Regions from separate parts of the Sus scrofa genome. Here region 2 is linked to region 1. A link is a contact called in public HiChIP or PLAC-seq data. All regions are on one chromosome and are shown on one strand. The core of a region is the stretch at or near the end of the contact, and the rest is flanking DNA. Distances in the headings are between cores, read along the strand shown. Region 1 holds the start of TLK1 (serine/threonine-protein kinase tousled-like 1). Region 2 holds the start of CYBRD1 (cytochrome b reductase 1).

The links. HiChIP or PLAC-seq counts read pairs in DNA pulled down with a chosen protein or histone mark.
Region 2: a contact with region 1 is called in an H3K27ac HiChIP or PLAC-seq map of alveolar macrophages. The contact joins the promoter of CYBRD1 here to the promoter of TLK1 in region 1. A contact is called at or near these places in 2 of 47 Hi-C or Micro-C datasets (both in embryonic fibroblasts) and 1 of 2 datasets of contacts at active chromatin or transcription factors (alveolar macrophages).

Annotation. Positions count from the first base shown.
Region 1 is chr15:77,327,912-77,330,927 of Sscrofa11.1, reverse strand. It overlaps TLK1 (serine/threonine-protein kinase tousled-like 1), which reads left to right and starts at 1,380. Exons shown (of 21, transcript XM_001927890.6): 1 at 1,380-2,116. The coding sequence starts at 1,978.
Region 2 is chr15:77,647,912-77,650,927 of Sscrofa11.1, reverse strand. It overlaps CYBRD1 (cytochrome b reductase 1), which reads right to left and starts at 1,634. Exons shown (of 4, transcript NM_001128452.1): 1 at 1,435-1,634. The coding sequence starts at 1,627.

The DNA.
Region 1 (3,016 bases), core at 131-2,630:
GGAAAATGCAAACTAAGTGATAGAAAGCAGATCTGTGATGACTTGGGGAGAAGTGGAGTGGAAGAGGAACCATAAAGGAGTAGAGAAAATTTTGGAGGTTGATGGATATATTCACTATCTTGATTGTAGAAATGGTTTCAGGGTTGTGTACACACCAAAACTTAGCTAGTTGTAGACTTAAAATATGTGCAGTTTATTGTATGTTACTTATACCTCACTAAAGTTGCTTAATTTGTGAGATGTACTTCTTAACTTTGAAAAACAGTACATGACTAAAAACTCACTGAAGAACCTGAAGCATAAGAAAACTAAAATTACTTCTGGAGATAACTGACAACCATGGTTCTATTCTAGTATGATAGTTTATCTGAACAAAACATTACTAGGAGAAATGCAAAGTCATAAAAATAAAAAATAGAAATGACATTTTTGTCCCCCTGGTAATCATGCCATTTCCTCATGCTCATACAGTTGCTTTATATCATAATCTTTTTAGTGTTCTACTCAACTTGGTATTTTTAAAGAGACCAATAACCTTGCTGTATTTTTCCTGAACCATTAGACTGCTCTTTTCTGTATAAGATGCCCAATCTCTGTGTGGGTCTATAGAAAGTTACACTCTATAAATTTTAGCAAATGCTCTAATTTGCTTCGGGAATTTGCAGCGGCACTGGAACTTTCTAGAAAACATAACCTTTCAGAAGATGAACCCTGGATGGTTTCCCTAAATATGTGAATTCAGTGATCAAAATTTTCTATGTAGATTTTCCACCTACTGTTTTTAAACAAAGAACTGCTAGACCACACATACAATGCACAATGCGGATAAAGATTCTTTTTGGAAAACATTCATAAAGTTTTACTTCCATCCCCACCCTAACTTATTTTCTTAGCTCTTTCATTCAGTAATCACTCCCATTCTGCAGACAGGGAAACGCACACAAGTTTTTGGTTTTTTTTTTTTTGTTTGCACGGTACAGAGAGACAAGAAAGAAGCAACTCTCAACTTTTCAGTTCCATTTTGAGAAATGATCACATCGAACTCCTGCGAAACGACAGCCTAGAGAGAGCTGAAGCATTTCTCCCCAGGCTGGGTGTGGGTCTGGAGCCAGGCGCGCTTCCGCGGGAGAGAGGGGCAGTCAGGTGGCAGCGGAGCGGGCGCGGGAACGGTAGCCGGTGCAGCGCGGCGGGGGCGCGTGCGGGGCGCGCCTTCTCCCGGCGGGCGCGGGGAAGCGGCCTCGGCGCACGACAGTCCGCCAGCCCCCGGCTCCCGCGCCTCGTAGTGATCCGCGGGTGCGCCAGGGGCACCCGTCGCCCGCGTCTCCTCCCTCGCTAGCTCGTTCCCTCCCCACTCCCCCCGCCCCCAACCCCTGGCAGGTCCCTCCCCCAAGCCTGCTCCCGCGGCCGCCGCCGCCGCCGCCGCTACCGGAGGCGCGGGAGCCTCGCGATAGTGTTTGCACAGGCGGCGCGTGACGCCGCCGCCGCCTGTAACTGATGCAGAGGTTACCCTGCCGTCTCAGCCGCCACCCATCGCCCGCCGCCGCCGCTGCCGCCGCCACCCGGGCGACGCCGGGGCCGACGCACTGCAGAGGTGCCGGCAGGTTCCGCCCGCGGAAGTCTCGGCCGGCGCAGCCGGCGCTCCGCCCGCGCTCCGACCCCGGCCCAGGCGGGCGCCCCCTCGACGCCTCCGCCGCCTCTGCCGCCGCGCTCGTTCTCTCCGCCTCTTCCCCAGCGCGCCCGCCGGCTCCCTCTCTTCTCCCCCTTTTCCTCCTCCCCGTCCCCTCTCCTCCCCTCACCTCTACCCTCCCCACCTTCTTCCTTCTCGGTTTCCTCCCCCCCATCCCCTTGACTCTCCCCTCCCTGCCCTCGCTCTCTCGCTCGCCCTCTGCGCGGCCCCCGCCATGACGGAGGCGGGTGCCGGTGTGCTGCCGCTGCTGCCGTCGCAGGGGGGGAGTCGGGTTCCCAGAAAGTAGCTTGATGAGTGTCCAAAGTAGCAGTGGAAGTTTGGAGGGGCCGCCATCTTGGTCCCAGCTCTCCACGTCTCCAACCCCGGGCTCGGCGGCGGCGGCCAGGTCCCTGCTGAATCACACGCCGCCATCCGGGAGGCCCAGGGAAGGTAAGTGCCGTCGCGCCCGCGCCCGCTCGCGGGTCTCCCCTCCCGCTCCCGGCCCCCGCGCCCTCAGTTCTCCTTTCCCCGACCCTGGGGTGGGGGATGGGGGCGAGGTGTACGCGGGGCCGCCAGGCTTCGGGGAGATAGTGCTCCGGCTGTGGGTGGTGGTTCGCGGGCGGCGGAGGAAACGGACGTAGGGGGTGCGCGCTGGTGGGGACGGGGCGAGGCGAGGCGCGCAGATTCGCCTGGGTTCCTTAAGAGCCCGTCCTGCTGGGGTGGGCGGTCTCCCCCCGGACGCGAGCCCCTTTCTGCTCCATTTGCTCGCACACTCAGTACTCTTAACCTCCTGGCCTCCGGTCTCTGGTGGGTTTTCCCTCTGGGTGAAGCATTCATCCTCGAGCCCCCTCCCCTTCCCTCCCGCACTCCTCCCCTAGAGGCGGTCCCCGCTCTGCGAGCTTAGCTGCCCGGGACCTGGAGGATGCCCCTTGCTTGCAAGGTCTCTGCCTTTCGGGGAGAGGCGCTGAAATTATTAGAGCCGACTTTGATCCCCTGCCTGGCCCCCGAGAGCAGTTTAAACGACAGACTGATTCGTGGGCAGGCTTTTAAACCCACTCCTCCAGATGGTTGCAACTTTCTCTCCTTCGCCATCACCTCCTGCGTGTTTGTGCATTATTTCTCCAGCGAGTAGGCTACTGTTCTTCTCTGACAGGATCGGGGGGTTTGTGGGAAATATCTGCGTAAAGGTTATTGCAAACACGCACCAGATCGGTTACAATTGTTTTCTAAGTTTTCTGGCTTCTTGCATGCCAGTGTGCCGCCACCAGATGTAGCAGTTACACAGCTAGTAAGACAGCAGAGTGCTTTTGACTAAAATGTCAACTTGCTGTATTTAACTTTAAGTATACC
Region 2 (3,016 bases), core at 385-2,884, 320 kb before region 1:
CTTTTTGGAAAGTGGTTACAAATAAATGGCACTTGCACCACTAGCTAGAGGTTCTTCCAGCCCAACAGCAGCTGCGGGAAAGAAAACTGCCAGAACTTTGTGAGTAGTACCACGCAACGACAACAAAAACGGCCACTGACCAGGAGAGAAGGTAGGCGGCAAAGTCACCTTCACCCACTTAGAGTATAAGCCCTGGGGACTTACAGCATGGTGACTACAGATGATGGTACTATATTGTATACTTGAACGTTGCTAAAGACACTAGATCTTAAAAGTTTTCGTCCCAAGGGGGAAAAAAATGTAACTATGTGAGGTGGTGGACGTTAACTAGACATTATAGTGATCATTTCCATAACTGTCATACACCTGAAATTAATATATCAATAATATCTCAAAAAAAGCCCCCCCCAAAAACCAAAACTCCAAAATGCCATCCACCGAGCCCTCCCTCGGCGCCAGCCACATCCCAGAGAATGCAGGCCGACGGAGCAAGCCCCAAATATGTCCCAAGCAGAAGCATCTCTCCCAGCAGGGCGGCCACGGCCCGCTGCGGACCCCTTACGGGCATCCTCCGCCCCGCGTTCCGGGCCAGCGCCCAACCGGAAGCCCCGCAGGCGAACTTTCTCCAGTCAGCAGCCGCAAAAACAAGTCGGACTCAAGACTGTCCAATGACCAAGCCTGGCAGCGAAACACCCTTTTGGAGTCCTGGCAGCTTCTCGGGCTCGACTGAGTTTAACGCTGTAGAAGGCGTGAAACCAGAACTGATGCTTTCTTCACCCACCTTGGCTACCCGCCGACCGCTGACTGGCCCCTTCGCTCAGGACTGAGGACGAGATAAAAGAAGGGGCAAATTCTCGCCCCTTCATTCCCCTCCCCCCCTCGCTGTTTTCCTCTCCTCATCTGCAGCCTTGAAGCAAGTTCAAGGCCTCGCCTCAAGATATCTCCGCGCCCCTGACTGCGCAGGCTCGCGCCTCAGGGGGCTATTTTCCGGGGTCGAAGGCTGCGGGGCCGCAAGGCACTCCCGCAGCTTTCCTCCGTTCCCGCGTCTGGCGTCGTGGGGGCACCGCAAGTGCGTCGTGCGTTGCAGCCACTTGCAGCAAAGAGTTACCCAGCCGGGCCGGCGTGCTCGGGCCGACCCTCCCCGCTCCGCCGGTGCCCATGCGACCTCGCTAAGCGTCTTGCCGTGAATTCCCGCCCCACGCGCCCCGCCCCAGCACCCGGACTCCCGCGCTCGCCCAAGTCGGCCGGGCCAGCGGCCCCGAAGTCCCGGAACCCGCCCCCCTCTCTCCAGCGCCGCGCCGGGGGATTCGGCTTCCCCCCGCGAGCCCGAGCGCTGCTCTCTCACCCCCTCCCTCGCTCAGCCCCACTCGGTGGGTGCTCGGTCGGGAACCTCCGGCCCCTCCGGCCCCTCCGCCTCCCAGAAAGTGCCAGTACCGATGCCCTGGATGAAGACGAAGCCGGTGACTATGAGCACTGGGTGCCAGTTAAACTCCAGCGCAGTCCCGTCCCAGCCGAGCCCCTCTCGGTAGTGGAGGACCCAAATGAGGGTGAAGATCACGGACAGGAAGCCGACGAGCAGAGCCGACACCAGCAGCGCCAGGAAACCCCTGTAACCTTCCATGGCCATCAGTGCCCCATACTCCGCACGGTGGCAGCCGCAGGAACTCGACGAAGCGGCGGCCGCTGCAGCCTCTGGGTACTGGCCCCGCGGCGGGACGCGGCGTCGACTTCTTGAAGCTGTCTCCGCCCGGGGGAGGGGCTTTCTCGCGGGCCTGTCGGGGATGCGGGGCCTCGGTGGTGCGCAGCTGGCGGTCGCTCAGAGACCAGCCCCACCCTCGGGATCCCGTAGCCGCCCAGAGCTCTCGCTGCGCCCCTCCTGGCCCAGCATCTGAATTTGCAGAGAGCTGGAGAAACCAATCCAGTTAGTTACGAGCGAGCGTTCGGAGGAGTCCATACCCACCACTTTCTTTTAACTCTTCCCGTGTCGCTTCCTTATTTGAGGGAAGGCTGAGTAAGGCAGTGGTGCGCACTGGCGTTGTGGGTGTGATTTTGACTAGAAGTCTCCTGAGCCTCAGTCCTCGAAGATCGGCTCTGTTTGATGCCAAGGAGGAGCTTGTGGGATAGTGTGGACCTGGCCTTAGCAAGGAAACTACGGTGCCGCTTGTGCTTAAGAAAAGGAAGACAGACACCTCCTGGAGCCTGGACTTGCCCCTGTGTGATAAAAAATGGATCTTATAAGTACCACCTGCTCCAACCTATTTGGCCTAAAGCCCCACCTTGGTGGAGTGAAGCTCACTCACTCCCTGCTCTCTTTCCAACATTAATTTCATCCTTCTTCATTGGACAAGAAATAGCGTTGGAGGTTATCCACTGCTGCTAAAGAAAACGAGGCTCTGGCGATTAGGGATCCTAGAATGCATATGGAAAAGTTCACTTCTAGCCGTCTTCCTACTCATCTCCAAGAACAGTTTCCCATATTGTCGTGTTGCCATTTTTAAAGACCTCGGCATGTGCAGGTGGTATATGGGAGTGATTTTCAAGGGAAAAGACAGGTTTTAGGCAATGAAGTAGGAGTGTCAAGCACTGGTAGTGGGGTAAGATTGAGGTTTAAGAGTAAGAAGCTGTGGACTTCACTGGTGTCATTTTCCCCTCTGTGGTAAAAAAAAAAAGAAAGAAAAAGAAAGGAAGCAAATGGAAAAGAAGGACCCCTCCCAGCAGTATAAAGCTTTCTATGGTCTGACCCTAATGTTCACTGCTTCTCTCCCAGCTTCTGACCACTGCCTACCCATATCTCTGTCTCTATATTTGCCCAACTCCATCTTCACCAAGAAACCTTCCCTGGGTCTGCCTATGCCCCTGTGTTACACTTCCACCCACTTCCCCAACCAGTGCCTTTCTGCACACTTATCAAGATGGGCTATGACCGGAGTTCCTGTCGTGGCTCAGTGGTTAACAAATCCGACTAGGAACCATGAGGTTGCAGGTTTGATCCCTGGCCTTGTTCAGTGGGTTAGGG